5 separate regions of the Mus musculus genome follow, and all the other regions are linked to region 1. A link is a contact called in public HiChIP or PLAC-seq data. All regions are on one chromosome and are shown on one strand. The core of a region is the stretch at or near the end of the contact, and the rest is flanking DNA. Distances in the headings are between cores, read along the strand shown. Region 1 holds the start of Tsc22d1 (TSC22 domain family, member 1). Region 2 has its middle 24 kb from the start of Lacc1. Region 3 has its middle 45 kb from the start of Lacc1. Region 4 has its middle 85 kb from the start of Lacc1. Region 5 has its middle 94 kb from the start of Gm30365.

Region 1 (4,316 bases), core at 1,198-3,697:
ACATTCAAACTCTTAATGTACAGAATGAGGGGTGTTAAACTGCTGGTAACAGTTTTTGGTTTTCTGTTTGTTGGGTGTTATCCTTCAGAAACGAAATTGGTGATTTCCCGAGTCAGAGGTCTCTCTTCTGATCAATTTGTATCCCTGAAACCTAAACTAGAACAGAAACAAACCGCTCTCAAACAACCCTTTTCACCTCAGCTTAAAAAATTTCCTGGGTGAGATTTACATTCTTGGTTAGAAGCAAAGCCCTGCTTTGAGAGGTTTTGACATGTAATACTTCGGAGGCAGCTAACAGAAAATTGTCTCCAAGCAAACCTACCTAAATCCATGAAATCTAGTTTTAGTTAAAAAGAAAAAAGGGGGGGGGCACTTTACCAGTCTTTTTGCTTTTCTAGCCCTAAAAGGCATTCTTTACAAATTTCCTTTAAATTCCACTAAAACCAAGCCCTAACCTTTTACCTCTCTAAGGGCCACAGCAAGGACACAAAGACAATAAATGGCTGGAGGGAAGCTCCACCTGTTGGTTGGTTAGCTGGCAGGGCCGGCTAGCTTCTTCCCACCCGATAAGGAAGGACAGCAAGGATCACTCCCTTTTGTAAGAGCCTTCCCTTGGAGGGGCTTGGGAGATTCCCTGCAAACATCCGTGCCACATGCTAGCAGTCTCGACCCTGCCCGTCGAAGGGCGAGGGACCGCGTGGCAACTACCACCGCTCTGCACAAAAGGTACCACTGCTGTGGGGGAAGACACCCGATTCTATCGGGGCATCCCCGGAAGGGGCGAGGGCGGTGCGGGTCGAGGGGGAGGCCAGGTTGCTGCTTGGAGAAGGAGGAGGAGGAGGGTTCCGCCACGCGCCGAGGAAGAAAGCCTGACTCATGTCGTGGCAGCAGCGGAGGGCTCCTGGGAGCTGCAACTCGTGATGCTGCTGTTGCTGAGGAGAAAAGCCTCATTACCCGTTCCGCAGGCCGGGGCGGGGGAGCCACCGCCCCAGGGCGCGCACACCCGAGACCTAGCGCTCCGCACCCGCCTCGCCGCCGGGGTCCGCGTGGGAGACAGCAGCGGACACGCCTAACCTGCGCGCACGCGCGCGGCGTGGTTCCCCCCCCCCCTCCCAGCCCCACCCCAGCCTCTCCACGCGACCCGGATTCGCTCGCTCGCGCGCCCGAGTGCCCCACCCCCCACCGCCCTCCGGCGTCGGCGACTCCGCCGGCCTTCGGTAATTTCCGTGGGAGACGGAGCCGAGAGCTCGGCGCGGACCGAAGACAGGCCACCTCCCCTGGTCAGACCCGGCTTTATGTCTGCAGCGCCGGCGCGCACGCGCAGACGCCATCTTCCCTCCTCTCCTCCACGACCCCTCCCCCCTGCCACCTCCTCCTCCTCCTTCTCCTCGGTCAGAGCTCGACCCTCCTCCTCTCGCGCTGGGGCGCTGGTCCCTCCTCTCTTGATGCCGCGAGAGACCAGGGGATACGGAGCAGCCCGAGAAGAGCACTAGTAACAACCATCACAGCCCCCTCCTCGCCCGACGCCCTCCCACTCCCCCGCCCCGCGCCGCCACCGACCAACCCCACCTCTCATTTCTTTGAACGGCGTCGGCTGCAGCCGCTGCACCAGCCCCGTCTGGCCGCCACCGCCGCGAAAAGGAGCCACCGCCGCCCGCGGCCCCCTCCCTCCCTCTCTCCCTCCCTCCCGGTCGCGGGAGCAGCTCGGTGCCGAACCAGCCGGCGGGCCGAGAAGAGGACGCGAGCTCGCCCCTCCGCTCCCGCGCACGTCCCGCCGCCCGCCGGAGCAGCCCGGGCGCCGGCGCCCTTCCTCTCCGAGGACGTGTGGCGAGCCGAGCGCCTGCCCCGAGGGAGGAAAATGCTCGGGCTCCATGGCTGCCAGTGATGGAGCGGTCCCTGGGCTCCCGCTGCTGCTGCCGCCACCGCCGCCGCCGCCGCGCCCCGGCCGCGCTCCGCGAGGATCCGGCGTCTCTGCGCGCCCGCCCGCGCCTCGTTGCTGGGCTCACCGTACCGGGCGCCCCGCCACCGCCCCGCTCGCAGCCGCGCCGCCCGGGCCCCAGCCGCGGCCAGCCTTTCCTCCCGGAGCAGCCGTCGCGAGCCCAGGGGGTTTGAGAGGGGCCGCGGGCCGTGGGGGGAGGCCCGAGCGGGGCCGGCCGCGCCGGCAGGGGAGGTTGGAGCGACGCTGAGCTCAGGGCTCGCCGGCGGCCGCGGCGCCGGGGGTGGCGAGGGCCGGGGCGACCGCTCGCTCCGCGCTGCCTCGGTGCAGGACGAGCGGAGGGGCTTTTGCAGCGGCCGTCGCCGCGGGAGGAGGGGGTTGAGCTGGCTCCGGAGTTGGCCAAAGAAGGTGGGCATTTCTCGCTTCTCCTCGCCTCCCCCGCCCCCTCCTGGGCTCCCCTCCCTCCCGCCCCGCACCCCACGTGAAGCGGAATATAAAGGGGGGTGTGTGACTGGAGGGGGAAGTGAATGGCGAAGGACTGAAGGGGTCCCCCTTCGGTTCCCCAGCCACCTGGTTCACCCGGTTCATCCTCCCTTCCCGAAGTTAGCCCTCGAAGGCACGAGCAGCCGGCGCCTTCGGCAGAGGAGGAGGAGGAGGAGGGATCGCGTCGGGCGGAGCTTCAGGTCCTGTTCGTCTCTCCGGCTTCTCCATACAAAGATTACGGTGCAGAAGGAAATTGCACTTGCCTCCTCCGCCCCCCGGTACCCAGCACAATGCACCAGCCGCCGGAGTCCACCGCCGCGGCGGCCGCTGCTGCAGACATTAGTGCTAGGAAGATGGCGCACCCGGCAATGTTCCCTCGAAGGGGCAGCGGTGGTGGCAGCGCCTCTGCTCTCAATGCAGCAGGTACGGGCGTCAGTGGTGCTGCTCCATCTTCTGAAGATTTTCCTCCTCCTTCGCTGCTCCAGCCGCCGCCTCCTGCTGCATCTTCCACGCAGGGACCCCAGCCTCCGCCTCCACAAAGCCTGAACCTCCTCTCGCAGGCTCAGCTGCAGGGACAGCCTCTTGCGCCAGGCGGAACTCAGATGAAAAAGAAAAGTGGCTTCCAGATAACTAGCGTTACTCCGGCTCAGATCTCTGCCAGCATCAGCTCCAACAACAGCATCGCGGAGGACACCGAGAGCTACGACGATCTGGATGAGTCGCACACGGAAGATCTCTCCTCTTCCGAGATCCTCGACGTCTCCCTTTCCAGGGCCACTGACTTAGGTGAGCCTGAACGAAGCTCCTCAGAGGAGACTCTGAATAACTTCCAGGAAGCTGAGACACCTGGGGCAGTCTCTCCTAACCAGCCCCACCTTCCTCAGCCTCATTTGCCTCACCTTCCACAACAGAACGTTGTGATCAATGGGAATGCCCATCCCCACCACCTCCATCATCACCATCACCCTCATCATGGGCACCACCTTCACCATGGGCACCATCATTCATCACATGCTGCTGTGGCCGGTCCATCCATTCCCGGAGGGCCACCCTCGAGCCCAGTGTCCAGGAAACTCTCTACAACTGGAAGTTCTGATGGTGGTGTGCCAGTCGCACCTCCTCCTGCAGTACCATCGAGTGGCTTACCAGCATCAGTGATGACGAACATCCGTACTCCAAGTACTACAGGAAGCCTAGGTATAAATTCGGTTACTGGCACGAGCGCTACGAATAATGTTAACATTGCTGCTGTGGGTAGTTTCAGTCCCAGTGTGACGAACAGCGTGCATGGTAATGCTAATATAAATACAAGCAATATCCCTAATGCTGCTAGCATAAGTGGTGGGCCTGGAGTTACCAGTGTTGTTAATTCGAGTATCTTGAGTGGCATGGGCAATGGTACCGTTTCTTCCTCTCCTGTTGCTAACAGTGTCCTTAATGCAGCTGCAGGTATCACTGTGGGAGTGGTTTCCAGTCAGCAGCAGCAGCAGCAGCAGCAGCAACCAACAGTTAACACATCGAGGTTCAGGGTTGTGAAGTTAGACTCTACTTCTGAACCCTTTAAAAAAGGTCGATGGACTTGCACAGAATTCTATGAGAAGGAAAACGCTGTGCCAGCTACAGAAGGCGTGGCCGTCAATAAAGTGGTGGAGACGGTGAAGCAAACCCCCACGGAAGCATCGTCCTCGGAGAGGGAGAGCACTAGTGGGAGTTCTGTGAGCAGTAGTGTGAGCACACTGAGTCACTACACGGAGAGTGTGGGAAGTGGAGAGATGATGGGAGCCCCGGCTGTGGTGGCGCCGCAGCAGCCGCCGCTACCACCAGCGCCTCCAGGTCTTCAAGGTGTGGCTCTCCAACAGCTAGAGTTCAGTAGCCCTGCTCCACAGAGTATTGCGGC
Region 2 (4,316 bases), core at 557-3,056, 600 kb after region 1:
TAACTGAAGAGAAATTATATTCAGAACAAATTAATTGGTCTCATTCTGCTTTGGGGATAGAATTAATTTAAGTGCATGGACATTCAACATCTGCACGTATCCATGTATCATGCCTAGGGTAAGACAGAAAATATCAGAAAGTTGTGGTGCTAGACTAATGGCTTAGCTCCTGATATCACTGTGGCTGTATTTTGACGTTTGGGGAACATCGTGGAAGGAGAAAAATCCATCATCAGGCAACAGACAGAGAGGTAAGAGCACCAGGGCTGAAGACAACACCTACAAGGCTTATCAAGCACAAAGAAGTTGCACTGGAGCCTGCCCAGAGCTCTCAGCTTTAGAGACTAGTGTTCATGGTACTGGAGGCTACCCTGCATGCCATGAAAGGAGAAAGATAAATCCAAATCCAGCTACCAAGTCTGTGATCTACAATGTTGATTCTCCTGCAAGATATACCGGTGCAATTGTGGCAGAAAGCTCGTCTGATTTAACTTAAAGCCTATGCAATGGAGCCCATCCCTAACACTGCTTGAGTGGCCAAGAACCAGAGGCCAGATAGGCAAACCGAATGCATTCTGTGTGTGTGTGTGTGTGTGTGTGTGCACACGCGCACGCACACATATATATGTATACACACACACGCATATATATATATATACATATATATATATATACACACAAAATTGTATATATGTATATACAAAAGCAGATACAGGACAAAACAAAGACACAAACAGAAGAAAAGAGCCGAAGAGAGAGCGTGAGATACACATGTAGATGCAGAGACACACATGTTTATGCACACAGAAAACAGGAAGCTCTGATGTTATGCAAAGGACCTACAAGGTAATAAAACAAACAATGCCCCAGCCTTGTTAAAACCTTCTGAGACAAAGAACCCCCAACAATGCCAATTCCTTTGTTTTGTGTTGGCCAGCTACAGCTGGGCATGGTGGCTGGCCTTATGGGTGATTCCACTGTGATTCATTAGCAAGAACTGATTTTCCATTTGCGATTGGTCATCAGTGAACATCACGTCTGAGTTAGGGATGGGTGTTTGTGTGTGTGTGTGTGTGTGTCTCCTGTCAGTACTAGGACCTGGTGTCAGAAAACCACTCCCATGAGTTGGAGAAGGTGTGTGGTGTTCTGATAGAATTTACAGACTCCCAATTCTGCAATAGAAGCTTCTTAGAGAGGAGGCCTACAAAGTTAGCTGGGTTCCAACATCTTTGAGAAAAGCCAAGCAGAGCATCACCATACATTTTAACTGTGGAGATTTGAACAAGAGTGACTTCCATAGGCATGTACATTCAGACGTTTGGTCCCCAGGAGGTGGAACTGTTTGGGAGGGATTAGGATATGTGTTCTTGTTGAAGGAAGTGTGCCAATGCCCACCCCATTCCCTGTTAGTTCTCTCTGCCTCATGGTCTCCCACCATGGTGGTCATGAATTCAATCCTCGGAAACTGTAAAACTCAAATTAAATATATTTTTAAAAGAAGTATTTTCAGGCACTTTATGAGTAGGCTGTTGCATTCAGAAAATACTTGTATTTCTTATATTCAATACAATGGTCATTTTGCAAGATTGAAAAGCAAAAAACAAAACAAACAAACAAAAACAAACAAACAAACAAACAAACAAAAACCTGACTTCTTAAATTCTGTCAAAACAAGGTGGCAAACATTAAATATTCTTAAGCACATACTGCCACCCAGTGGCTGAATATGCACAGTGCACAAAGAACGGCCAAGGCGAAAACAAAGGCAGTGTGAGGTTCTGACAGGAATGCTTCAGGCTGAGGCTCTCACTGTGAGGCTTCTTGTCAAGCTTTGTGTTCAGAGAAGACTGTCTGCCATCCCTAGTAACACTCTGGATGACATCACTCATTCGCAATGCTAGGGTAAATTTTAATATATTTATTTTTAAAGTGGCCTGAGCAGGGCCTTTCAAGCAGTGAGAGAAAAATATGTGAGATCTGTGCTTACCACCTCAGTAAATAATAAAATCTCTTTAATACAAATGAAACTCATGACTGCGAATGTCTAGGAAGACAAACCAAGGGCACGTTATTTACCACAAGTCAAAAAAAAAAAAAAACAGAAAAAAAAAAGACAATTCAAACAAATAAACAAACAAAAAGCCAAGCTTCCGAGGCAAACATTAGAGAGACTCAATTAGAGAGGTGCTATTAGCTCTGACATGATAGTAAAGATGTATTTATTAGATTCTTGACATAATACCTTGAATTTCCCTTGGATAGAAGTCAGGTCATTTTAATATGTGCCGAAGCCAGGTTAATATAGGAAATCCCTAGCTGTTCAACTCAGGTACAGCAGTATTCTTCGTTTGAAGTAACCATCCAAGAACCTTCTAGAATTCTCTAGGGAAGCTGAAACCTATCTACTGTGCTCTCTAAAATCAAATAATGGAATGTGTGTGATTTGAACAACACTGAACGTCCACAGGAATGCTAAGAGGTTGTCTCACGGCTGTTATGCAGTGAGGTTTACCTATCCTCTTGGAACACCTCTAGCTAGGGAAAGCCATGCCATACTGTGCTTCTCCCTCACCATGCCTCGGATGCCTCGATCTCGCACTACCTACAGGTTAACACATTAGCCTGTCACTACTTTATGGATATTGGTAGAAAGCAAGAGATGCTTGGGATAGAGACAGAAGACTCCATTGTTCACTGTTAGCAGCTGCATGAACATTACATTGTTCCCTTTGTCCCCCAAGTCCTAGGGAGGCACCATTGAAAACCACAAATATATACATACATATATATATATATATATATATATATATATATATATATATATATATCCATTCCACAGTCCATTTGTGTCCTAGTTGAGAATGCTGGTCTATGGAATCCAGTGTTCTTGTAATAAACGGCAAACAAGATGGTTCTCTGCCCAAAGTCCCTAATGTATCTGCCAAGGACCAGCCTCAGTGTGGAGAAGGGGTTTCTGGGAGCAGTGAAAGGAATGACTCGAAGTCAAATCGTAGATCCAAGCTGATGACCTGTGTTCTGCTTGTTACAGCCTTTCCAGCCTGCGTCTCTCTCTGTTCTGCTTGCTCTCTGGAGATTTCTCTGTCTAAACTCTGCTTGCTTGCGAGTCTAAGAGATCTCTCTGTCCATGTCCTGTTCTGTCTGTGTGTGTGTGTGTGTGTGTGTGTGTGTGTGTGTCTGTCTGTGTGTCTGTGTGTGTCTGTCCAAGCAGTTCTCTCTTTTTATCCTAAAAAATTTTCTGGATAGCTCATCTCCTACGAAACACAGGTCCAATCTTCTACTTTATATATCAATCCAGTCATTTACTCCATGTTTCCTTTTTAAGGTTAAAATATTTCCATTTTATAATCTTTTGAGTCGAATATTTGATTTAATTTTTTCCATTTATTAATAAAGGTATTTAATTTGTGTTCCTTCTGCTGAATCCATGGGTGTTGCTATTTTCTCATTATTATTATTTTCTATAAACTACAGATTCGTTTTATTTAAAATTTTAAGATTAATTTTATTTTATGTGTATGGGTGTCTTGCCTGCATGTATGTCTGTGTGCACATGCATGCAGTACTTTTGGAGGTCAGGAGGAAGCATCAGTTCCCCTGGAATGGGAGAGATAGGTGGTTAGTAGTCACCATGTGGATACTGGGAAACCCTGGTTCTCTGGAAGAGCAGTCAGTGCTCTTAAGTGCTGAGTCATCTCTCCATCACTTTGTTTTGTGATTTCGGTGATTCTTACAATATAGCTATCTTCATCCTGAGTCCTGCTCCTCTTGGTGATTTGGCCCCACCCATCCATGTTCTGGGGGTGAGTAGGCCACACCCACTCACATTTTCAGAGATTTGAAGTGTTATTACTACTCTTTCTTTTGCTGTATTTTTAGTCTGTTTGGTTTATAGTTGGAGCCCTGAAACTGTGACCTATAAACTCTTACAGCAAACCACTCAGTCAAATAACTTAAGGTGTGCGTGTGCATGTGCCATGATAGGTTCCTATCACTAAACATGCTGATCGTGGAATTTAGATGCCAACCCTGTCAAGGATAAATAGAAGCATCGTGTTAGCATGGGCAGAGGAAAGCGGGGCTGGGAAGGTCAAGACTTGACAAAAGAAAAAGGTCAATGAGATTTTAAATCTGTGGATCTGGGACCACATGTTCCAATAATCCTTTCAGCCCTCAGATTTGGAAGGGAAATGCAAGGTAAGGAGGAAAGAAATAACCATAGAAGCCTTCAGATGAGGAAGATCTGCAATAAATGGTTGAACATTATTAGGTCCAAGTTTTCTTCACACACTGCAAAT
Region 3 (4,316 bases), core at 937-3,436, 580 kb after region 1:
ATCATCTTTTATATTTAGTCTTCTTGTAGAGTTTAATTCTGCCTTGTAAACTCATAGATGTCTTTATCTTCACTGTATACATTTCCTCCAGGCATTCTGCTGGTATGGAGATTATACATTTCTTTGTTGTATGTTTATTGTGGAAATGTATTTCTTTCTCTTTCAATTATGAAGGATAGTTTTGCTGGGTAAAGTAATTTTGGTTGACATTATCTTTCAGAGATTAAAGCCCAGTATTGTGAGCCTCCTGGCTTTTAAGAGTTTCTACTGAGAATTCCATACTTACTCTTATGGGTATGGTTTTATATATAACCCAATGTCTGTCTGTCTGTCTCTCTCCTGCCAATATTCCTTCTCTGCTCTATACATGAAGCATTTTAACTACAATACAACATGAAGGGCTTCTTTTCTGGTGTTGTGTGTTTGTTACCTAAGGTGTCTCTGACCAAGCCTGCTCAGTCAGTCAACAGGTTCTCCAGTGCGGGAGTGAGGAGTGGGTGGGTAGGAGGCGGGGAGGGTATGGGGGACTTTTGGGATAGCATTTGAAATGTAAATGAAGAAAATACCTAATAAAAATTGGGAAAAAAAAGAAAATAGATGCTTATCTTTAAAAAAAAAAGGGGGGGGGGAAATGAAAAAAGACAGTTAGATAACACTGTAGCATGACCCCCATCAATTCTGAGACTGAAGGCAAATTTAATTTTCCCAATCTGCTTTTTATACCATTTTAATTACATGCAAGTATTAAGGGTGAGCAGTACAATAAGCAACTAGAAAGACAATAGTCAAGGAACAAGCAAGACAATAAACACAAAGCCCCGTGATCACTCCGGCTGTTTCTAAGGATGATCAAGATATCTGAGCCTACTTCTTTGTTCTACCCTAAAACCAGATTCTTACTTCCTTGTCCTTGGCCAATGTCAGGTCCCTGCCTGAACTTACTCTTTTGTCATGCTCTAATGTCAAATTCCTTCCTGAGCTTACTTCCTTGTCATGGTCTCTTCTCCTCTCTCTCTCTCTCTCTCTCTCTCTCTCTCTCTCTCTCTCTTTCTTTCTTCCTTCCATTTTGCTTTTTCCTGTGCCTCCCCTTCCTATGAGATAGCATTGGCTGCTTGGTCACCAGTAAACCTTTCTTTCAACCAACCCACAGAGCAGTTTACTTTTGTGGTTTCACTGTGTCTTTGCTTACAAAAAGGAATGTGCCCATTCTCAGACATGACCTTTCTCTCTACCCTGGGCAGAAGCACTGTTAAGCTACTTTCTAGGTCTACAGATATATCTACTCTAAGTGCTTTGTAGAACTTGGATCAGATAACATGTGACATTTGGGCACATGTAAAGGTGTTAATGAACATGCTCTGTTATACAATAAAAATTAAATGAATTTAGGGTCACCTGAGTTCTTGAACTTACATATTTACTACTAGCTTTATGGCTTTGGGAAGTCATTTTATTTCTGTGTCTCTTTGTTTGTTTGGAAAATGAGATTAGCAGTTATCCTCTTAAAAGATAATAGTGAGAAATTAGATGATATGGCAAGTTCCTGGACAAGGTTTTGTTCAGTAAATATCGGTTGGTATCTGCATCCCTACATGCCCATAGCAGCATATGTAATTAATGGATGATTGATAAAAATGGTAATGTCATTCCTTTAGAATACCAATGGACTCTCAGTGACCCAAGGGAAAGGCAGTATCTATACTGGAAGATCTTCCTTTGCCTTTTGTCTCCCAGCCATTGTTCTCCTTCAACGTAGAGACAACACAACCCACAACAAAAGAACCTGAGATCAGAGGGAAAGCTTTTGGGGTCTGGTTCTGATGCTCACATACTGAAAGTTCTTAGAAAATTCAGGTTATTTCTCTCAACCTCTTGCATTCATTTTCAAAGACTTTTAATCTAATTGTTGTTGGGTTTTTTTTTTCATACTGTAGGACAAAGGAAGCTGGAATTATATACCTGAACAATGTGTGAACTATCTTTCAGAGATGAGCAATAGCATGGGACTCCTACATAGGAAGAAAGAGAAAAGGAAAGGACAAAACAAAGGATCTCATGCAAGGGAAAGAAAAGTTCAACCACCATTCATCAATGAAATTAAATCCAGAGATGTCCAAACAAAGCAGGAACTTTCACCATAAAAATAATAAGGCTGACTCACAGAAAAGAAATCCATTAGCATGCTAATCCAATTCCTCAAAATAAAGAGAAGGAAGACATTATGATAAGTTTAGTTGACTCATACTTACAATGCAGGGTGCAATGATTGAATCAACAGCTTGAAGGAAATTTGATAGAATACTCCAAAGTAGGAAACCTGCAAAACAATTCAGTCTTTATGGGAGAGACATGGCTGAGTCTTGAAAAAAAAAAAAAAAAAAAAAAAAGGATGCAACTTCTTTTTTTTTTTTTTAAAGATTTATTTATTTATTATATGTGAATACACTGTAGCTGTCTTCAGACACTCCAGAAGAAGGTGTCAGATCTTGTTAGGATGGTTGTGAGCCACCATGTGGTTGCTGAGATTTGAACTCAGGACCTTTGGAAGAGCAGTTGGTGCTCTTAAGCGCTAAGCCACCTCTCCAGCCCAGGATGCAACTTCTAAGAGAAGGTAGTGTAAGTTACACAAGTTTTCTGTAGATCCCAATTAAAAAAAAAAAAAACTACAATCCTACAAACTTTCAGAATAGTTAAGAGAATAGATATTAGTTGGAATTGGCTATTTAAGTAGTTTAGCTTTAACAAGGTAAAGAAAAGAATAGAAATAATCTTGGAAACTCTCCACATTTTGCCTTGTTGGTTTTTGATTTTTTTTTTTTAAATAAAGAAGCTAGGCAAATTACCTATCTTCTAGTCAGAAGCAATTATGTGAAGTTCAGATGGAGAAATATAAAGCTGGTGTCATGGAAATATTCAAATTGATAAATTCCAGCCTTTTTAAACAGGCTGAGGAGTTTTTCAAAAATAGCCATGAGGTAGGATCCATTATTAGCATAGAAGTAGGCTGAACATTCTCCTCTGAAATTACTCTGGCTCTTTATCTGTATCAAGTGATTTATGTCATGATAAAAAAGAAATCTTTGATCCAAAGGAACAAGGCCAATAACATTTTCCATTTATTTATCTCTTTCAAAGAATATATAGAACAGTAAAACATATACACATGCATGTATACATATAGATGCATTTATTTACATGCATAGCTAATGGATGCATAGTTTTCTTTCAACTAGGTATTAGGGATTTGCAGGCAATCAGAGGGCAAGGAATGTCGCAAAGATCACAGCACAGAACGGACCCAGCGCAGGAGATTTATTGGGGTGGGTGGTGGAGAGAATGAATGGCTGCCTCAGACTGAGGATGGACAAGAAGAGGGCAAGCTGTGCAGCATGGGTTTCATAAAGGGTATGCACCCCACAAGGACAGTGGAAATGCGTGGTGTTGGTGGCTGGTGATGATGTGACTGCTGGCTGAGCTGCAGAAGGCAGGCTGGTTCTGGAGTGTGGGCAGTCTTCAGTTAACAAACACTAGAAGCTTTTTCTTTATAGCCAAGGTTATCCCGGAACTCACTATGTAGCCCAAGATGGCCTTGAATTTAAAGCCATCTTCCTGCCGCAGCCTTGCGGTGCTTAGGATTATAGATACATGCCACCATACTGAGCTTGAAGTGTTTCAATTCTTGCTAGACCTGGTACCATACATCTATGGCCTACTTATGTACTTACGGAGATGCTATTCTAAAATATTCTATTGCCTTGCCTCCTACTGTAAAAATGATGGCATTCTCAGAAGCCAGGCAAACCTGAGACTCCATTTCTGATTTTCATAGGATTCAACTATCCCACTCCTGAATAAATATCCAAAGGGTGTAACTGACACCCCCGCCCCCGTGTTTACTGCAGCACTACTCCAAATAGCCAAGATTGGTAATCAACACAGGTATATCCACCAGCATATATTAAGAGACTTATGTACAACTGGATCTTATTCAGTTACAAAAAAGAAGGAAATTGTGTCATTTGCAACAAAATGGATCAAACCAAAAGACTTTATACTTAATGACATAAACCAGGCACAGAAAGACAAATACTATATATCTTGAATGATAGAATATTAGGCTTCAAGAAGAGTAGACAGTGGTTACTAGAGCCTAGGAAAGGGAGCAGAAATAAAGAAGGTTAGATACCGGACACAAGCAGTTAGATGGGAAGAATAATTCACAGTGTTTTAAAGTGCCAGGAGGCAAGTTTGTTTTACACTGTGCCCAACCTAAAGCCCGCGGACTGCATTGGCTTCAGGGTAACTATGAATGTGAT
Region 4 (4,316 bases), core at 878-3,377, 540 kb after region 1:
TCCCCCTGCCTCCACCCATGCTTCTGTTACCTAAAACAGAGAACATAATTATCCAGGTGAAAGGAGGGGCTTCCTCTCTAGTGCCAACTAGTTCTATTCAGGTCATGGCATGGCCGTGGCATGCAGGCCAGTATTGCACAGATGGATCGGGCTGGAACTCGTTCCTCAGGCTGCATTGGTTTGTGTGTGACTTAGCAGACCTGCTGTCATCTGGCTTTTCAGCACCACAGTTCCTCTAGAGCAGCCAGAATTCTCAGTTCTCACACCCTAGGCCAGAGCCTCTTCATCTTGCTTGATTTCATCTTCTTTAGATGCATGCTTGGGTATATTGTCAAAATCACGGGAATTGCACCGATCAATGACAATGAGAATCTGGTTGTGTGGGGGTAGGGTTATGCAATAGAAGAGCATGATTTTGTTGTTGTTGGCATTATGTACTAAAATTTAGACTTTATCTATTCAGTGAGCTTATCACATACAGAGTCAAAGAAAGGCAAAGGTATTCAGGACAATTAAAAACAAACAAGATGTCTACCAATGGGGGATTCGTTTCTTTAAAAGGAGGTATTCCTACAGGAGATGCAGTGTGTCTACAGAAGCAGGCCTTGTACATTGTACTTGTTGACTTGAGAGAAGTTCTATCACACAGGTATGACCAAAGGAATGAAATAGTGATGAAACTGAGAAACTCCCACTTATGTGTAAATCAAAGAAGTCACACATGACACTGTGGTCCAATCTAGTAGCATCACACAAACAGCCTGACAACAAAAAGTTAGCAAACTTTCAGAAAACACCAGAGAAGGGATGTGTGATTCCTAACCCACAGCAGCACACCTCTACAGAGCCTGTGTTCTCTCTTATCGACATCATAATAGGTGGTCTCTCCTCAGCATCCTTCTCTACTGTCAACCAAAAACTTTACTATCATTTGCAGAAGAGTCAGACCCCTCTGAGCCACCCCACCTCCATCTTCCCCCTTCCATGAGCAAATTCTTCACTGAACCATCATCTGAAAGATAAAGCACACCGAGGACATACTAAATGAACAAGAGTTCTTTGCTGTGTTGCAAAAGGAACAAAGGGTGTCTATGCGTTCACTCCACCATGACAGCGTTTTACCTTGTAACAAGTATGGAGCTAAAAATCACTGTCTATTCTAGAGACACACAGAGGTTCCTGCAGGGACGTGGACAACATTCTCAAGAACACTCACCTGGGTTAGAATTTCCCTGTGACCTTCTCTCTTCCCTTCTGTTGCTTTCTAGCTTCTGAATTATTCATGAACATGTTTTGTTTGCACTAGAAATTAAAAACTAAATAAATTCATCAAAGTGGACAAAGAAAAGTCACAGTGACATCACAGGAAACAGCACATGTGAAAAATTAAACAAAATTTGTGTGTGTGTGTGTGTATGTTTAGGTAAATACAGTTAAACTTTCTCTTCCTGTGTTCAACATCAACCAGCCCCACTAGTTTTTGCAATGATTTGAATTCCTCCTACATGTGAAGTTCTTAAGCTGATTATTTCACACATTAATTTATTTGACAACCCATCAACCCTGTTTAATGTGTGAGTGCACTGGGGTGTGACTTGGACTTCACTGATCAATTGCAAGAAATGTTAAACAGTCTGAACTAAAGTTTGATCTTTATTCATTCTCCCTGGGAATAGGGACTCAGCATCTACACATTTGTATCCCGTTCCATCTCTGTACTCCAGTGGTTCTCAACTTGTGGGTCGAGACCCTTTGGGGGTTGAATGATCTTTTCATAGGGCTCACCTAAGGTCATTGGAAAACACAGATATTTACATTACAATTCATAAAAATAGCAAAATTACAGTTATGAAGTAGCAACAAAAATAATTTCATGTGGGGGGGGGTCACCACAACATGAGGGACTGCATTAAAGGGTCATAGCATTAGGAATGTTGGGAACCCCCGTTCTATACTCACACATCCTTGTACTGCCTCCCCAATCTATAGCTGCTTTTTATTTTCCTTTTTATAATTCCTGAGCCACACAAGTTTCCCTCGAAGAGGAGGAGCCTGCCAGAGCAGTCTAACTTGTGACTCATGAGCTTCTCTTAGCTTGGGGAATTCTGCAGGGAGGTTTGCGACATATCCCTGCCAAGGTCCCTCACAGAACGTCAGTAGCCAGTGCCAGGCAGCTGGCACTCCTTGTTCCCTAGAAAGGAGCTTGTTAATCAGACTCTCCAACCACAAATGCCAAACTGTCCCCTTGCTCACTGCTGTTAAGTTCTATCCTGGGAGTTCCAGAAAGCAGAATGTGTCACCTGACAATTATACTTACACATCAGCGTTCCTTTGGGACTGGAATTAAATAGCCAAGTCCATTCTAGTTGTGGGCTAAAAGCAGATTTCTTTGTGAGGAGAAAGGAAATAGCTACTCCTTAAAGCCCCAAATGTCCTTGAACTCTTGGAGAAGTGATTGGAAGTAGGCGTTAGTAGGGAAGCTACAGAAAAGCCATCAGAGGAAAATGTTTAAAGAAAGTCACTGACAATTCTCTATGGCAGGACAGGACTCAGTGATATTATATAATTATCAAGCAGCATTTCAGCAACCGTAGCAGAGCGCCTGTCTCAGTCTTTTTAGTCTAGTGAAACTTGTCTTTTTATTCTCTAATGAAGAGGCCCTGTGTGCCAACATGGGTAGATGAGCCTGTTGAACGAGAGCCTCGTGTTTGACAGGATCCTTGCTTTCTCAGGTTCTAGTCTGACTTAGGAGGTATTGCGTTATGGCCTCATAAGGGAAAAGACCAATTTGCCAAGAACTCCAGGTTCTTCCATCCTTGAGAGCCCAGCTCGGTGGAGTCATTGTGTTCCCTGTGAAGTCTTCCTGGTTGGCTTTCCTCCTAGATGTCTCTCTGTGGATGTAATCACACTGTATGCCTCTCTGCCACCTCCCCATCACAGTTACTGCTCTGTATTTATACTATGATTCTTCATTTACTATCCAACACCACTCAAGGATTTAAACTTACATGGCAACATAGGACCAAGAGCTTTTTGTTAATCTTTTTTTCTCATGCTTCATATGTTTGATCATCATTAGTGCTCAATAATTTCACTTCCTGTTGAGAGGATGACTGATTTAGGTGGTTATTGTTAGAGGAATAAAGGGGCCAAAGCAGAGAAGATAAAAAAATGTCCAGACCAAAGTTACCATGAAGGCAGAAAAAGATGGGACCCGTAGATTCTTCCTGTTTGATTTAGAAATAGAAGGTGGGTCTTACCAGAAGTGCAGAGATGGGGGATTCTTGCTGCTCTGGTGGCTGTGGTGTAATATGGTGTCAGGTGTCAGGGTGGAGTATGGAACTTGTAATTGAGAATGGTGTAGGTTATACTCTGGGTCTGGTTGCTTCACTTTAATGCAGTGATTGGCATTAGACCTAGTCTCGATGTTCTAGAGTCCAGTCAATAATAGAACTGGCGCTTAGCCTTGTTGCCTGCCTATTCTGTTACGGGGGGGCGGCGGGGGGCGAGGGGCATAAGGAGCTCTTTAGTTATCTTATTCTGTATCATTTGCTTCAGATTCCGTGGATGGAATGACAATCAGTCACAAAGCCATTTCCACCTGAGCCCAGTAGGGAGATTGCTCCCTGAAAGTCATCAGAAGGAAAACTTGATTTCCTTATGACTCAGAGGACCCTGTTCAGTTGCCAGGAAGACAGTGCCACTGAGGACAATCAAAACCACCCTCAATTAACAACTCCCAGGGTATATCCTGCCACCAACTAAACATCAAGGAGCCCGTCCCTGGCCCTGCCAGCCATGCCCGGCCCCACAGGCATCTGCCTTTTCTCTTGATGCAATTGCTTGCTTAGGACTCTGAAGCAGACTTAGTTTCTACCTTGGAAGCTTAATGGATGCCAGGCCACATGAGGGAGATGACATCAGGGCTGAAAGGACAGACCAAGTGTCTGAACAGCTTGTTTCATAGCCATAGAAGGTTTTGGGTACCACTGCCAAGATGCTTGCTCTGCAGCTTATTTTCAACTGATGCTAGTCACAGTCAGAGTCTTTTTATATGAACAGAGGCCAAATATCCAACCCACAAACCCACTCTACCTCACAAGGGCAGCCTGTAGTTATCAGGCCATTCTTCAGCTTAAAAGGCATAAAATCAAAAACACTCCTTACACAACTACCTCATTCTCTAGCATGCATCCTTGACTGTTAACCACACCAATTTTTCTTAATTCCCCTTATTTTTGTATAAAATAGTTTCTACTTGAAACTATGTAAATGGCACAAGGGGAAAACAATATTTGCCTCTAGGGTACACCCAT
Region 5 (4,316 bases), core at 635-3,134, 520 kb after region 1:
AGGGGCATTTTCTACTGATGGATGCAGGAGGAAGCAGCCAACTGTGTGCAGTGTCATACCCAGGTAGGTAGGCCTGAGAGGTAGCAGGAAGAGTGTTGATTATAAGCCTGGGACCAAGCCAGTGAGCAGCGTTCCAGCAAGTCCTCTCCTTCAGTTCATGTCCTGACTTCCTGGAGCGATGGCTTGTATATAACCTACAAGCCAAATAAACTCTTCCCTCTCTGAGTTGCTTAGCAACAGAAACCAAATTAGGATATCACCTAGGCCTCCTTACCAGTCTTGTTCAGTGGCAAGTACTGTTGTCAGAACCTGGATTTTTGTTTTTGTTTTGTCTTGTTTTTACTGAGGTTGGGGGTTTCATAGGTAGGTTGGCCCTGTTCACTACTTGCTTATGTTGAAGCAAAATGGTAAAAAGAAAAATCACTGTAGAGAAATCTTCTTGCCTCAAGGTAGCTCAGTGAGCAGCTAGAGTCACTGCCTAAGGTCCTAGGCAGTGTTGAGGGACCAGCTCCAACCAGGACCTACCTCCTAACTAGCCCATTCCCCTATAGCCCATCAACAAATCAAACCATTGAAGAAGTTGTAACCTTTGTGTTTCAATCACAACTCAGAAAGCTGTCATCTGGTAGCCAGGCCTTTAACACATGAGTCCTTTTAGAATCAAATGGTAGCACAGCCCAATGACCATCACCTCAGAGAAGAAAGGGGCAGAGATGGATACGAACCAAGAGAAACAAAGAGCAATAGGAGGAATCCTTGCGTTAAGCCTTTTCCTACTACGGTGAGGTCTGCCATGCTCTACTTGGCTAAGGGAGTATCCATTTTAGGAGGGAAATGGCTACATGCTGGAGGATAAGCAGACTAGAGAGGAATTCTGGTGTTGTCATTTATATTACTTGTCCCCCTGAAATTTCTTGTCAGAGGGCAGGGTTGCTTCACAGATGAGAAATGAAGAAGGGCTTACGCAGTGGAGGGGGATGAGATAATTAGATGAGAACACATACGTTTTATTCTCAAAATATGGAGCATGAATAATTAAGGGATGGAATGTGAATAAATACAGACATTACAGGCTCCTCTAAAAATTAGATTCCTACTGCTTGAAGTCATTTTAATAATCTTGTGGTTTATTCTATAATGTATTTTCCAATTGCTCTCAAGGGCCCCAAGGCACAAATACAATCCAATCGTTCAGCAAGGTTCTCTAAACAATAGAGAATAGTAATAAAATAGAAACTGGCTGAATCTAGCTATAAGCCACATTGAGGTAACTCTTTGCCCTTCTATGGCATTTGCCTTGAAGAGCCTGGCCTCTGGGTGAGGATTAATTAAATCCCACAACTGCAAGGAGGGGCGAAATTCCAGATGAGTACAATTAAACCCTGTTATAAGCACCTCTTCATTCACAGTTGGAATATACCTGGGTCAGGTTATGCCTTCGTGTGCATGAGAATGTAGGACATGCCTTTCCCTCTCTAGTCCTGAATGCTTCTAACACAAGGCTCTCCACTGCCCATGCAGACTGACTGTTTGACTCTCTCCCATGATGCCCGTTGGTTCTCCAGTAGCAGGTGAGGTCTATGGAATCCTACATGTAAAGTATTACAGAATTTGACAAAATGATACTGTAGCTAAGTTCCCAAACCAAACTGGGTTTCATTCCTCCCATCCATCTTCAATCAAAGAATTGAACAAAATGTTCCCTGTGCTGTGGGAACAACAAAGCTTGAAGAGAGTGGCCTTTCTGCCTTCAGTATGGGATTTTACTTCATTGAAGACTTTGTTTATAGATGAAATTCCTCTTTGAGTGTGTTTTGAGGTCTGCTTGACATATGTTCTTAAGGAGCTGGACTGAGAGCTCAAAGCAGGAAGTGGTCAAATATCTGTCACATGCTATTATCAGGGCTTTGAGTCACAATGATTCTCCTTTGCTTTGAACAGGCACTTTCAATGGAATACAGCTTGGAAAGGGAGCCCTGTGGCCTTCCGTTCCTCCAGCAATCATGTCTCCTGTCTTCTCAGCCAACTTAAATATGACCCCCCCCCCATACCCCAGAGCACCGATCAGCTTTCCTGAATATCATAAACTATGTGCAGAACTTGTGGTTTTCAACTTTATGGTGACATCTAAAACTATACTCTCTATGCACCTGGAATGGGTAGAATGTATGGCTTAACAAAAAAACATAGTAATGTGTAAACAAAAAATCAAATTGAATGTATCAATTGTTCTAACATGGCTTCAAACAAGCTTAGACTAGGCCAACTGAATATGAAGAGATTTGGATTTTTTTTTCTCCACGTGAATTTATTGTGTGTGTGTCTATAGGCCTGGAGCATGAAGGTCAGAAGACTGTGTGTGTGTACGTATGTCCACATGCCCACAGGCTTGGAGTGTAGAGGTCAGAGGATAATGTACAAGTGGGGGCTCTCTCCTTCCACCAAGTAGGTCCTGGGGATCAGACTCAAGTCATCAGGCTTGGTGGCAAGGGCCTTTACTTGCTGAGCTATCTCCAACACACCCAGAGATTTAGAGAGGAGTGATCTGCAAAGGTTTTGGGGAAGCCAGAAACATCAGGGGATGTTTTCAATGGGAAAATCTGAAGGAGTGAAGATGCTAGCTACCAAGGAAAAAGCTCCTCAGAGTGGCATAAGCCCACCAAGAGGACCCGTGAGCATGCAACTGTTTGCTTGACTGAAGAAGGCATAGTAAGTCCTAAGTATGAGCTTTACTCAAAGGTTCTCCAGAAAGCTGAAGAGCAAGTTTATCCTTGCAAGATCTGATTCCATTGCCTCCAGAGTTGTATATTACAGACCCTTAGTCAGCCCCTTTGGTTTGATTGTTAACAATAGATAGAATTTCTACATCACCAAATCTCTAAAGACCAGTGTATTGATAGGTGCTATACTTCTCACAGGAGGAAAGAGCCAGAAAAGTGACATTGTAGAAGTTGTTACTGAGCAAGAAGCCACCTCAGATGTGGAAGATACCTACAGGTAGCTCTGTCAGCAAAAACAGCAGGTCAAAAAAAGTCCACATGTGACATTCAAAGGTTGGGATGACAAGGAGCTATGTGCTACTGTACGACTGCAATGCCTGCCTCTGAAGGTGCCAGCAGTTCTAAAACCAGGGCCAGCCCACATCCTCAGGTAGATGAAAACAGTTACCATTATATTCACATTACCCAGCAAGCTCTAAAGATCATGGTGTGAATGAGGTCAGTTGAGGTCTAAACGGAACTAGAATTTCTTCAGATTTGCTACCTGTGACACCACTATCCTGCTGCACAAGGAGTTCTGAGCCACTGGAGCAGAAAGCCGCAGTGGCATCCCAGGAAGCGTTCTTTCCCGGGATCTGCTCCACTGAGCATCCTTCTCTCATGACAAGTTGTCTGTGTTGTTTCGGGGCTTTGCCAGAGAGCTTCATCTCAGATATCCGCACTTATTTCTTAGGCCATAAAAATGCTGGTTTGAATTTATTAACAGTAAATTCATGTGTGTGTTCTCCTGGGTCATTTTCACCCTGACAAGAACCAGAGTAACACCAATTAATTAATTAAATTTTTCATTAACCCCAAGAGTACTTTCCAGTTTTACACTTCGCAGGAAATTGTTAGTTTTATTATTACGGCATGTTGGCTTGTGGGTAGCTGGGGTTGCCTTCTTAGATGCTATGCAATTCTTCTACCTCTTACCCTGCTCTGGGAGGTCATTGATCCCAACAAATGAGAACAGGAAAATAAAAAAAAAAATAGATGGCAGAGAGGGGAGCTGAGAAGTCAGCTTCAAGTCCCTTTTGGTTGTCTCCCATCACCTTCTTGCTTCAGACACAGCTTGATCCAGAAAACAGTTGGAACAGAGTACCAAGAGCTGAGGAATATCTCCTCCTCCAACTGTATCCATCCATCCATCCATCCTTCCATCCATATATATATTTATATCTCTCTATATATACATACACATATATACATATATTTATATCTATACATATCTATATGTACATATATACATCTATATACATGTATGTACATGTGTGTGTATATACACACATATATACATACACATATCATACACACAAATGTGTATATATTATATAAAATGATATATAATGAGAATGCATTTTCTTTTTTCAAATTAATATTTTTTATTTACATCTTGATTGCATCTTCCCCTCTCTCCCCACCCCCCCCCCATCCTCCAGTCCTCTCTCTCTCCTCAGAAAAGGGGAGGCCTCCCATAGATATCAACCTGCCTTGGCATATCAAGTTGCAGTAGGACAAGGTGAATCTTCTCCTATTGTGGCTAGGCAAGGCAGC

The links. HiChIP or PLAC-seq counts read pairs in DNA pulled down with a chosen protein or histone mark.
Region 2: an H3K4me3 HiChIP or PLAC-seq map of bone marrow-derived macrophages shows a contact between it and region 1, with 4 times the contacts expected there. The contact joins the enhancer-like site here to the promoter of Tsc22d1 in region 1. A contact is called at or near these places in 18 of 39 promoter capture datasets (the 3T3-L1 cell line, 3T3-L1-derived adipocytes, the C10 cell line and 12 more), 1 of 15 datasets of contacts at CTCF or cohesin (the NIH/3T3 cell line), 3 of 484 Hi-C or Micro-C datasets (the AML12 cell line and cortical neurons), 18 of 115 datasets of contacts at active chromatin or transcription factors (astrocytes, bone marrow-derived macrophages, cardiomyocytes and 12 more) and 5 of 9 other capture datasets (adipose tissue, embryonic stem cells, liver and 2 more).
Region 3: a contact with region 1 is called in an H3K4me3 HiChIP or PLAC-seq map of bone marrow-derived macrophages, with 5 times the contacts expected there. The contact joins the enhancer-like site here to the promoter of Tsc22d1 in region 1. A contact is called at or near these places in 4 of 39 promoter capture datasets (hematopoietic stem and progenitor cells, hippocampal neurons and liver), 14 of 115 datasets of contacts at active chromatin or transcription factors (acute myeloid leukemia, bone marrow-derived macrophages, embryonic basal ganglia and 7 more) and 5 of 9 other capture datasets (adipose tissue, embryonic stem cells, liver and 2 more).
Region 4: a contact with region 1 is called in a FOXA1 HiChIP or PLAC-seq map of pancreatic cancer cells. The contact joins the enhancer-like site here to the promoter of Tsc22d1 in region 1. A contact is called at or near these places in 3 of 39 promoter capture datasets (hematopoietic stem and progenitor cells and liver), 2 of 115 datasets of contacts at active chromatin or transcription factors (bone marrow-derived macrophages and pancreatic cancer cells) and 2 of 9 other capture datasets (adipose tissue and liver).
Region 5: a contact with region 1 is called in an H3K4me3 HiChIP or PLAC-seq map of bone marrow-derived macrophages, with 5 times the contacts expected there. The contact joins the enhancer-like site here to the promoter of Tsc22d1 in region 1. A contact is called at or near these places in 4 of 39 promoter capture datasets (the C10 cell line, hippocampal neurons, liver and 1 more), 2 of 115 datasets of contacts at active chromatin or transcription factors (bone marrow-derived macrophages and kidney) and 1 of 9 other capture datasets (liver).

Annotation. Positions count from the first base shown.
Region 1 is chr14:76,413,374-76,417,689 of GRCm38.p6, forward strand. It overlaps Tsc22d1 (TSC22 domain family, member 1), which reads left to right and starts at 2,448. Exons shown (of 3, transcript NM_207652.3): 1 at 2,448-4,316. The coding sequence starts at 2,710.
Region 2 is chr14:77,010,240-77,014,555 of GRCm38.p6, forward strand. No RefSeq gene overlaps it. Among named protein-coding and RNA genes, the nearest start is that of Lacc1, 24 kb to the right of the region's middle. Within about 2 kb of position 1,807, at least 25 of the 459 cell types and tissues checked have an H3K27ac peak or open chromatin away from gene starts, as enhancers often do. A contact at or near this core is called in bone marrow-derived macrophages and forebrain, where this site is marked.
Region 3 is chr14:76,989,670-76,993,985 of GRCm38.p6, forward strand. No RefSeq gene overlaps it. Among named protein-coding and RNA genes, the nearest start is that of Lacc1, 45 kb to the right of the region's middle. Within about 2 kb of position 2,187, at least 12 of the 459 cell types and tissues checked have an H3K27ac peak or open chromatin away from gene starts, as enhancers often do. A contact at or near this core is called in bone marrow-derived macrophages and embryonic stem cells, where this site is marked.
Region 4 is chr14:76,949,449-76,953,764 of GRCm38.p6, forward strand. No RefSeq gene overlaps it. Among named protein-coding and RNA genes, the nearest start is that of Lacc1, 85 kb to the right of the region's middle. Within about 2 kb of position 2,128, at least 100 of the 459 cell types and tissues checked have an H3K27ac peak or open chromatin away from gene starts, as enhancers often do. A contact at or near this core is called in adipose tissue and pancreatic cancer cells, where this site is marked.
Region 5 is chr14:76,929,782-76,934,097 of GRCm38.p6, forward strand. No RefSeq gene overlaps it. Among named protein-coding and RNA genes, the nearest start is that of Gm30365, 94 kb to the left of the region's middle. Within about 2 kb of position 1,885, at least 12 of the 459 cell types and tissues checked have an H3K27ac peak or open chromatin away from gene starts, as enhancers often do. A contact at or near this core is called in bone marrow-derived macrophages, where this site is marked.